Regions from separate parts of the Zea mays genome. Here all the other regions are linked to region 3. The links are chromatin contacts, called in public Hi-C maps. All regions are on one chromosome and are shown on one strand. The core of a region is the stretch at or near the end of the contact, and the rest is flanking DNA. Distances in the headings are between cores, read along the strand shown. Region 1 has its middle 8.5 kb from the start of LOC100382434. Region 2 has its middle 48 kb from the start of LOC542720. Region 3 overlaps LOC103640664.

Region 1 (3,617 bases), core at 57-2,556, 180 kb after region 3:
TCCAAAGTGCGGTTAGGTTAGGGCGATGTGTTAAACGAGTTTGAGAGGTCAGGTTCTTGTTATGAATTGAAGTTGCCTTGCATGGTCTGCAGCATGATTCATCAGCCATTCACACATGCTTTCCGCTTAAGTATATCCCAGTAAGATTAGTTTGTTTGTTCTTGCCTTTCATCTAGAACTACAGGTTCATCTTGCTTGGCCACTCATGTCTTCCCTATGACTTCTTTTCTCATGCGCATGGACATATTGGTCACAAGTGTTTCATAGACCAGAATACAGTTCCCAGGAGAAAGCATGGATGCGTCATGTATGCAGCCATGCGTGCTCAACCCTGAACGAACATAGATGTGGCGTGTTCTGGCTTCCTGAGAGCTCTCATCTTGTTATCCCTCTGTAAAACTGTGTACACGGCTGTGCTAAAAAACTATAAATATGTGGCCTCCAAAGGAGGAAATAGAAGAAGAAAAAAAAATTGCTTCTGAAGTCTGAATGTTTGGTCCCCAATGTACGGGATCAGATGGTATTAGATAATACGTTTGCAGTGTATGGAACTGTGTGCGAATCACAACTGAGACTGTCCTTCGCGCTACGTTGTTTAGTCACGTAAATCCATGGCGGGATTTGTGCATGATGGGTTAACTTGTACAGCCTTCAGCTATATGTACTTCTCTATTGCTGGGTACCTGGTACCGAGAGAGAGGAGAAATTTTGGCTGTGGTGGTGGTGGGGATATGAATATGATACAGGGGGTGTTTGAATGCACTCAAGCTAACTGTTAGTTGGCTAAAAATTGATAGTGAAATTAGCTAGCTAACTATATATTAGCTAATTTGTCAGAAGTAGCTAATAGCTGAAGGTGCTGTTGCTTTCGCGATTGATGCAAAATAAGAAAACAATGTTATCCTGGCAAAGGTTATACTCCTTTTCCTTTGGTGCTGGAGAACACTGCTGCGCTGATGAAGCGAGACTGCAGCTGATGAGACATGGAACTGAAGCAAGCAAAACGACATTTTTTTAAAAAAAAATGGAGACTGCGATAAACAATGTGAGGTACTCGAGGATAAAGGATGGGTCAGTTTGAGCCTTGTTCAGTGAGAGGAGTTGCTGTATTATTTTAGCCACACCAAATCCGCTGCGGGCCGGGGTTCGTGGCCTTTTTGTGGATGCTGTTTCTCTGCTGGGTGTCAAAGCAACTGCAGAGATGCCCATGCAGCAAAAAAAAAAAAAAAAGCAATAATTGGCAACTGCATGCAATGCAACTGAAGTGAAGGGAGGTTTAATGGGCTCTCGCATGTGGCCATGACAAAGGCCCACGACCAAAGTTGGCTGCCATGTAAAAGTCGCTAGTCTATATCTATATCTATATTATTTTTATACTTAAAGCACCAGTTTCAACGGTCGTCATGCGTCATTTTTTTACAAATAATCACTCACAGCTATTTCAAATTAATCCGCTGCACATCTATAGATGCCAAACGACGCCCGACACGGGCTAGATGCACGCGGGCTACAACTATGACACAGACATGTCATGCTGGCCTGCTAACTGTGTCGGGCCAGCCCGTTAGCCCATCGATCCATTTAATTAAATCATCGTCTAAAGATGCCAAACGACGCCCAACACAGGCTAGATGCACGCGGGCCACAACTATGGCACATGCACGTCATGTCGGTCTGCTAACTGTGTCGGGCCAGCCCGTTAGCCCGTCGATCCATTTAATTAAATCAGTGTAACGACGCCCGACACGGGCTAGATGCACGCGGGCCACAACTATGGCTTAGGCACGTCATGCCAACCTGCTAACTGTGTCGGGGCAGCCCGTTAGCCTGTCGATCCATTTAATTAAATCAGCGTAAAATGTTAAATAAACGGTGCGGGAGGTAGGGTTCGAACCCATGCCCTGATGGAAGAAGGCCGGGAGACATTGAGTGAAACTGTCTAACCAGTAGAACATCACGCTAAGATGTTTTTAATATTGAATATAAATTGTATATAGGTATATACGTTTTTTTGTAAAATAAAAAAAATAATCGTGTCGGGCCGGACCAGCACTACGGGTCGAGGCTACAGCCCAAGCACGGCACAACGTTCTTTGCTCTTGCAAGCATTATATCGTTTTTGAGACCACATTGGCGCAATGGACTACATGGTGTTTGAGGTTGCTGAATTGGATGGAGCAGCAATGATTTGTCACACTAACAACAAAATGAAAGGTTATTTGTTAGTTTTAAACGTTAGTAATTGCTACGAAGTAGCGTAATTTATATGGAGTGCATCCAGTTTTTATTAATGCCTGACTTTAGCAATCACTCCATATTTTGATCTATCTTTTTTATAAGTTTGACTTCATGGGACATATTTTAGAAACTTGATCTCAAAAACTTTCTCTTATTTGGTCTTTGTATGATGGAATTATGTCATTTTATAATCTCTGTTCATTCAGTCAATCGTTGTGAACTCTCTTTTAATCGTTCACTTCATTGGCCGTGTTGTACCATGACATATTTGCATGGAGTAAACAATAACATCAATTAGCCAAATCAAAAAATATAGTATACAGAGAGCGGAGACAATCAATAAAAAATCTTGAAATTTTTTTATGGATAGTTTACGTGGGTATTGTTGTAAGCCGTCGTAACGCACGGGCAACCGACTAGTAAGTCTTGTAAGCATGAGTGAACTAGCAGTAGGAGAGGGTTTGTTGCCTCCGTCGTCAGATCTTAGCCCTGTTTGATTTCTTTAGTCCCTAGGCTAAACTTTAGTGACTAAAATTTAGTCAATAAAGTAACACGTTTAGTTCCAGTGAATAAACCCTATTAAAGAGCATTAATTGCTATTACCTCTATTAATTAGTGAATGTTTGCTGCAAGAAAAAAGTGGAGAGAACAAATAAAGTAAAAATCCTACTTTAGTCCCTTTTAGTCACCTCTTTAGTAACTAAAGAACTAAAGTTTAGTCACCCCATTTTAGTCACCATGTTTGTTTCTTTAGTGACTAAACTATAGGGGTGTTTAAATACACTAGAACTAATAGTTAGTTGTCTAAAAATTGTTAGTGAAATTAGCTAGCTAACAAACAACTACATAATTATTAACTAATTTACCAAAAATATGTAATAATTGAACTATTAGATAGGATGTTTGGATGTCTCAACTAATTTTAGTCACTAACTATTATCTCTAGTGCATTCAAACACCCCTTTAGTCATCCTATACCAAACGGGACCTTAATCTAATAACGCTAATAAGAATAAGGCAATAAGCTAGCGTTTGGAAACAAACGGCGTGTTGGTTTGCTGGGAGGCTGAGATTCGGTAGATATGGAGAAGCAACGAAATCTTGTTACTTTTTTTTGTTTAATTTGGAGAAGCTGATGATGATGCTTCGTCGTTCCTTTTACATTACATGGCAGTCAGTCAGCTATATATATTATTATTATAATGCATGCATGCAGACGCAGAGGCACTAGCTCTTGATTTGTTTAAATTACAGCTGAACGTACGGCGTCCTACGTGCAACTTCCAGATTAAATAAACCAAACTTGTGCTGCCAATAAATTTAATTAGTATATCAGGGGCAGCATGGCCATGCCACCAATTATTGAGACCTGCATTCCA
Region 2 (3,684 bases), core at 783-3,282, 200 kb before region 3:
TCTAAGGACTTGTTCAACAAGGCTACGAAGTGGAAAGTCGGGGTTCTAAAGACTTGTTCAACAAGGCTACGAAGTGGGAAAAATGCAATATCCACGGTCGCCCTTATATCTCATATGCATAGGCTTGAGGGCATGATTGTATTTTTGATGAAGCTGTAGATTCGCTCTACCTACGATGTTGTTTTATTTTTACCTTTACATTGTTACTTAGGAAGCTCAAGGTACAATTATAATTATTTGTTACGCAATGGAAAATAGAGTAATGTACGATAGAGATGAGTTAAATATTCTATCTTTATACATCACATAATTGACTCGCCACACCTTTTATTTATCTCAACTATCTTCTTTCTTTAATTAATCTCTTTACGAAGAGTTAATTAAAGGGTGAGATAAAAGGTAAATTCATTTGTATTGCCTTTAACTAATGAGTTCATTCCCACGAGTCGATATTGTCGGTTTTCGAAGTATAGTCGATGCAGATAGTTGTTTGTAGTGCTGGCTCTTTACTGTCCACTAAGAAGAAGAGGTAGAAGATAATTCTCCGATCAATAGCTTCACCAAGAAGTAACGAATAACATGTTTCTCTAAAATATATCATCTAGTCTCTCATTTATTCACAATCCAGTTTGCAGCTTGCCCACCTAGTCTTGATCAGCCTGTACCCTAAATATACCATTGAACTCTAGTTGATGTTGTCCAAAAAATTCTTGGTGCTTCTCATGCCTACCGTGCCTTTTGTTACTACTAGGCACATTCCAATCTGTGCGAACGATGATATGCAGTTCTCCAACTGTGAGCACTTTATAAGCTCTGCAACACTAGTGCAGTGTGTTCACATGTAAAATAAAGCAGCAGCAAAAGAAAGTAGAGAAAATAAACCCGCGGTGAATTGAAGGATTCAGATCGTGATATTGAATATGCCTGTCCAATCATGCGTTGAATATAATATAATGCTGGCTCTAAATTAAACTACAGCTGCTGGCCTCATATCGATCTGACCAATATGCTTGGTTCATAAAAAAATATAACGATTCAAAATGGAAATTCTAGGAAATATTCAAAGTCATACGTGCATTTATTTAGAATAATTAAGAGAATGTTTGGAAGCACCCAATTTAAACTGGTTTATAGAAAATGAGGTGGTTCCAAACATACCAGTTTTTATGCCTTAGTTTACAGAAATTAAATTCTCAGTTTCTTAAAAACCAAGAAGCTATCCTCTCCTAGCTAAAAAAGATCAGTGGTAAACAAGGTATAAAGATGACCAAACTAGAATGACCTATTGGGTCCCATCAAAGTTAAGCCTAAACATGCCAAAGTGATTATAGAGAACATTATTGGGTAAAGAAAAGTGGTCAAGGGCACAACTTGCCTTCAACGAGCTCATGCTCAGTAGTGTCGACCTGCTGAATACCAAGGTCATCGGTCACTTGTTCGTCTACTCGTAGCAATACAAACAAACATGGTATAGGAGAAATTAACATCACAACAAATAGAAGAATATAATGCATAATGATGATCTATGCATCGTAACGAGATCCTAAGTTCGAGAACCACTAAAATCAGAGTTACGGTTAAAGAGTTATGATTTTCTGAAGGTTTAAGTGTTAAATATAAAACAAAATGAGTGCTTGATTTTATCTCTATATTACATAGTAAAATAAAGTTACTAACTGATGGACAATATTAATAAGAGTCTAATGCAATTAGAATGGATTAATTCGGAGCTAGAATGAGCTAAATATGAATTTTACAAGTTCTTAGATTTATTTTCATATATATTAATCTATTTTCGGATTTAATTCATAATTATATCAGATTGTCGGACTGCGGCCAAGATAACAGGAAGTTTCAGGGGCCAAAGTATCAAAAATAGGACCAATCTGCTATACTCTTTACTTAGAGGGGACAGCGAGTGATTTATACAGAAGTCTGGAGTCTCTTTTAGAAATACCCCACGGATGAAGGGGTACAGATGATTTCGGGCCGTTGGATTAGAATTGGACGGCTGCAACACATCCAAGCAAAGGGGTACGCTGTATTCAATCTGGATCGCACTATCGCGATCCAACCGTCCCGGTTCGGTTCTGGGGCGATCTAATCATAGCCACCCAACGATGATCCAACGGATCGCACTCGTCTTCTTCCTTGAGTCACGCCGTGGCCAAGCGAGCACCCTGAGCAGCGGCGCTGAACTCGTCGGCGCACCGGACAGACGCGCCTGCGACCATGGAACCACTCACTCTACCAGCAAACGGGAAAGAGACTCCGCCTACCCCGATTCTGGTCGCCCTCTTCCCCTCTGCTGAACCCGTCCCGAACCCACACTTGGCACCATGCGGCACCGTGGTGACGCAGCAACCTCGCCCTAGTTTGTTGAACCCTAAACGCTCCAGTCCCGATCGTGCTCGCCTCTATGCTACTCGCTGTAAAAGGGGCGAAGGTTCGAAGGAGCACCTTACCGGACTACGTAGCCTAGTCCCCAATGATGCGCGCAGCTGGCTTCATGATCCCCGATTCCCCGCGAGCTTCTCTGGACGCGGTAGGCTGGCGACGCTGGCAGGGCCGTTCCTGACATTTAAGGTGCCCACGACAAGATTATAAACAGAGGTCCCAACGTCATAAAATCGTTTTTTACTATTACATGTATATATATATATATATCAACTAATTATATTTAATATATCACAGAAAGACTTGAGCAGTAAAAAATAGAAGTAAGATTATTACCTCAAATATATTGAAGAGATCAACTTAAAAATGTCTTCTAATATTTCTAGATGAAAAATCATCAATGATGGCTTCAATATTGACATCATCTAATAATTTCTTCTCAATACATAAAGTTGCTAGCCCGTTTAACCTTTCTTGAGACATTGTAGACCTTAAATAATTCTTCAATAACTTAAGCTTTGAGAAGCTCCTTTCAGCTGATGCCACAGTTATTGGTATAGTAAATAATATCCGATAAGCAACAAATATATTAGGATAGCAATCCATTCTCCTAACAAACTCAAAAATTTCCATAGCAATCCATTCTCCGTGTGCTTCCTTCTTTTTCTTTTTGGCTACCTGATGCATATTTTCTAGGAGGCATGATGTCAACAACAATCTGCAAGAAATCAATAAAAAAATTAATAAAACAATCTGCACGCAAACAATAAAATAATCTATAAAATGAAAAGCACCAGAACCTGTCAATCACGCAGAAGGCAGTGTCTGCGTCGCGTCTTCGGCTGAGCTCCCAGCGCTAGCAGCACGCGGCGTGGGCAGCAGCCAGCAGGCGGCGGCAGGAAAGGCAGCAGGCGGGCGCGCGCGGCGTGCAGCAAGAAAACTAGAAAAGCAGGCAGCAGACGGTGGCAGGAAAAGTAGGTAGCAGGAAGGTAGGCGGCGGCAACAAAGCATAAAGAATTAAAACCTGCGGTACTGCCTACCCTAATTCCTATAAGACTAATCCTTATATCCTATTGAACTTTATATAGAGTGGGGCCCCTGGGAGATGGGGGCCCAGGTCGGCTGCCCCTGGCGCCCTGCCTCAGGCACGGCCCTGGACGCTGGTCCCAGATGCCATGGTGACGTCAGCCCCGACGAGAGGGTTAAACAATATATTTTATTTGTGCCCACGCGAGGGCCGATGTTGGGCTGCTTCTGTGGATGGGCCACATAGGGACCCAATCCAAG
Region 3 (4,009 bases), core at 76-2,575:
AGTGAAGCTTACCTGCAAGCTGGTCGTTTCAATGGCACAGCTCAAGCCCATGTGCATCAAAGATTTCACAGAGCACAATTTCATGGATGTACTCTTGGAGTCTTTGAAGACGTTGTCAGATCTCGATAACTGCCTCGTATTATTTGAGGTCGATAATCATTATCAGGTGACAAAGACTGATAAGCCACTGGTTTCACTTGTGAAGAAAGCTCATCAACTCTTCTAAAAAGCAACGAGAACAACCCGGTAATGTGTATGTGTACGCGTGCATGTGTGCGTGCACGCGCGCATTGTCAAGTCTGCATATCAATCCAATAGTGCGCTGCGTGAAATGATGTGAAACTCAGCCTGATAAGATAAGGCGCAAAACGCCATTGCTTACGGTATTCAACCATCCACTGTATGTTTCCTGTATGAAGTGTGCATCCCACCCCCCCCCCCCCCCCCCCCCCCCCCCCAAACAAAGAACATTGTATCACTGAAAGATTCAAATTGAAACATTTTGTATTCTAACAAAAAAAATTAGCAGGCCTTTTGTATAGGTAGAGAAACGGATACACTCATCACTAGCATATCTACAAATAGTACTCTCTCAGTTCTTTTTTATTTGTTGCCATTTAATTTAAAAATAAACTAATGGACGACAAATATTCAAGAATAGAGGTAGTGTGCAATAAGTCTGTAGCTGATGGGCTACCTGCGAGCGGCGAGATGTAACACCCAAAATCCTAGTTTTTGGGATTTAGGAAAAATTCATTAGAGATTTAAACTTTAAATTATCTTTTTAATAAAGATTTTCTTACATTTAAAATTTCATCCTCTAAAATAAATATGTTTTCAAATAAGAGATTATATAGAAGATCCTTATATAAGTTAAGTTATTGAATAATATATTCATAAATATCTTCTAAAATATTTAAGTTAAAGTATCTTTTTCTAAATAATATAGAATAGAGATTACTTTCTTAATATACATTGTGTGTGTATAATTGGTGTATTCAAAAGCATGTTTCATAGATAGGGTAAAAAAATTTGGATTTGCATTCATGCCGGACTTTTGAATGTGCATCTAGTTCGATTTAAAATTTTAACTCCGAATTGAAGCCGATTTGAAAATAGGAATTCAAAATAGAAAATTAAACAAAAGGGGAATTAACAATGGAAGAGATAAAGGAAAGATGAAACATGCTCGTGGGCCGTGTTAACCTGGCCGTCTCATCTCTCCCTTTTCCTTTCCTTTCTTCCCTCGCGCGGCCCGACTCCTTCACACTTTATTTCTTTTCGCCGCATGGGCCATTGGCCGGTGGGCCCAATACCCTTGACGCTCATCCGATAAACAATGTAATAGGCTCATGGATCAGCCCTTCACCCCTTACATACTGACATGTGGGGCCATGCCGTCAGAACCTTCCCCTTCGCCTGTAACTGTAACACCTAATTTGTAAGAGATCATATTAAAAGGAGAAAAGTGTTTTCCTTTATTTATATAAGTGTATCACATCCATTTGTCATCACATGTGAACACCACCTTTAAAAACAATTAATAAAAATATATATATCACTAAACCATGGCATCATGCTGGATTATGTTTTGTGTGCATTTTGTGACAACATAAAAATAACATAAAAAGAAATAGGTTAAAAAATCCAAAGTGGAATTTAAATTCTAAAGGAAAATTCAAGAAGTGAGAAAAGAGAGAAGAAGAGAAATTACTAGGTGAATAAAAATAAGTATAAAAATATATATATTATTCTCATACATATTGGAGTTTGAATATTTGAATCAAAGGTTAAGTCCACAAAAGGATTCAAATTCAAACTAGAGATTCAAATGAAAAGAAAATAAATAAAAAAGAAAAGAAAAGGAGAATAAAAGAAAAGAACAAAAACCTAGCTCGGCCCAACTCTTTCCAATCCGGCCCAGCTTCGCACTCCCCCTCCGCGCAGCCCAGGAAAGAACGCTGCTTGCTGTGAGCCACTACCACTGACCCGTGGGTCCCGCGTGCAGCCTCACCGCTTCACGCTGCACGCTGCTGGCGCCACTTCCACGTGGGCCCCACCCATCAGAGTTTCCCCCTTCCTCGCGGCGTGCTGTTGCAACAGAACTTGCACGCATTCCAGGCGTCGGGCTGACCATCTCTGGGCGCATAAAACGAGCTGTGCTGCACCCTATTCTTCTCCTTGACCTTGTACGCATACCCAGGGGAGGAGAATTTTGTGAGGGGAGGAGGTGGGTGACGAGTTCCGCCGCGACCGATCGGGTGGATCGTCGCCCTTTGCTGTTTGTCGTGCTCGGCGCCAAATTGGTGTGTTGCGTGCGGCCGGGTGGCTTCGTCTACGTTCCGGGGCACTTGTGGGTAGGGCTGACAATGGGCTACAAATTTTGCACTATAAGATTTAAGGATCAAATCGGGTTAGGATCGGACTCTATTTCTAGTCATTTTTGAACTATAATTTATTTAGGGCCTTAACATTTTGTGAAGAACCATTTGGATCACGATCCATTACCACCCCTACTCGTGGGGCGCGTGTGAAGGTCGTGCGTAACCCGGGCGAACCCAATCCCTCGCTGTCGTCGCTGTTCCGCGGATCGCCGTGGACAGAGCTGAGCACTGCTGGAATCAATGTAAGGACCCGCTCCCCATGTTTGCCCCCTTCCCAATTCCATTTCGCACTTAGTATGCCTAGAAATCGTGCACCGTAGGTTAAAGGGAGAATTCCGGCCATGGCGCGCCGCCGTGCGGGGTGTTTCCGTCGCCGACGGGGACTTGGGTCGGGCGAATACACCTGCGCGGTTCGATCGGGGTTAAACGGCCGAGATTAGGCCAAATGAATGATCGGATGGCTCGGAGTATAGGAAACACCCATTAAACCTGAATCGTCGATCCTGGATCCATCGGCCTCCGATGCGTACCGCTTCAGTATAGCGTGGATTTGATCTAGGCCACTGTCATCAAATCAGACGGCCGAAATGGCTCTATACCTCTTCGCTGCGTCAACCTTACAAAAGAGATCCTCTGTTTTTGTAAAACTAACCCGCGGTCTAGACCAGTGGCACATTGTGTCTTGGCGATCTTGCGGGTTAGCCCCTGTATTTCCTGGTAAATGAGGCCCAGTCCAGAGCATTGTAAAATCAGAGAAATTAAATTTTAAATGGATTTTTAATATACAAATAAGTGCTAGAACTTATAAAATTCATAGAAAATTCATCTATAGTCCAAATTAATCCATTCCACTTTCTAAAATTTTGTAATATTATTCTCTATCACTTAGAGTATCTGTTTTGACATGAAAACAGTAAGAAAAATAATTTCTCACTTAATCCTATTTCAAGCACATAAAACCTTTGGAAATTCATATCTTAAAATCTATAACACCAAAAATTATGATTCCTGTTCCTAGGATTTTATTTTAATGTGTAGATTATTACTATGTATTTTGTTTACATGTTTGGTGTGATGTTAATTTTCTCTATATATTGTGCTTGTTTGTATTGTGGCGAGTAGAAGAGCCTGTGACCGAGGATCCTGGTGACCAACAGATAGAAGTAGCTGAGCAGGAGCTCATTGAAGGCAAGTTGTGCCTTTGACCACTTTTATACCCAATAATGTTCTTTAATGTCATTATTCATGCATAGGTTTAATTTTGATGGGACCCAATAGGTCACCCTAGATTGTTTATCTCTTTACCTTGCTATCCCTGAATCACTTGGGTACTTTTGCTATTGCTCTACATGGTTTTGGGATAATATTTCATTATATCCATGTTCAGTTATTCTGTTATTTTATTTATGTTCATGTCAAGATCATTAATGTTAATTGGAACATGGAGCTTAACTTGAGAAACACGTGCCACCACAAGGGTTTAATGGGACGCTGTCACACCCGGTTTTAGAAGGCAAACCGAATGCGAACCATGTATGTGCCAGGATCAGCAATTCACGTACACAACAGTTACATAATATGGACATCATCACACAATGCTCAAATAGTATTAAAAAGGGAAATAA

Evidence for each region. Hi-C and Micro-C count contacts between places; a contact is called where the count stands out from the background.
Region 1: a contact with region 3 is called in a Hi-C map of tassel, with 1.9 times the contacts expected there. The contact joins two enhancer-like sites. A contact is called at or near these places in 2 of 25 Hi-C or Micro-C datasets (leaf and tassel).
Region 2: a Hi-C map of leaf shows a contact between it and region 3, with 5 times the contacts expected there. The contact joins two enhancer-like sites. A contact is called at or near these places in 2 of 25 Hi-C or Micro-C datasets (bundle sheath and leaf).

Annotation. Positions count from the first base shown.
Region 1 is chr1:182,502,560-182,506,176 of Zm-B73-REFERENCE-NAM-5.0, forward strand. It overlaps the pseudogene LOC103640709. Among protein-coding and RNA genes, the nearest start is that of LOC100382434, 8.5 kb to the right of the region's middle. Within about 2 kb of position 1,307, at least 13 of the 20 cell types and tissues checked have an H3K27ac peak or open chromatin away from gene starts, as enhancers often do. A contact at or near this core is called in leaf and tassel, where this site is marked.
Region 2 is chr1:182,122,364-182,126,047 of Zm-B73-REFERENCE-NAM-5.0, forward strand. No RefSeq gene overlaps it. Among protein-coding and RNA genes, the nearest start is that of LOC542720, 48 kb to the left of the region's middle. Within about 2 kb of position 2,033, at least 17 of the 20 cell types and tissues checked have an H3K27ac peak or open chromatin away from gene starts, as enhancers often do. A contact at or near this core is called in bundle sheath and leaf, where this site is marked.
Region 3 is chr1:182,327,021-182,331,029 of Zm-B73-REFERENCE-NAM-5.0, forward strand. LOC103640664 reads left to right here. Exons shown (of 4, transcript XM_008664154.4): 4 at 1-394. The coding sequence ends at 226. Among protein-coding and RNA genes, the nearest start is that of LOC103640664, 23 kb to the left of the region's middle. Within about 2 kb of position 1,326, at least 17 of the 20 cell types and tissues checked have an H3K27ac peak or open chromatin away from gene starts, as enhancers often do. A contact at or near this core is called in bundle sheath, leaf and tassel, where this site is marked.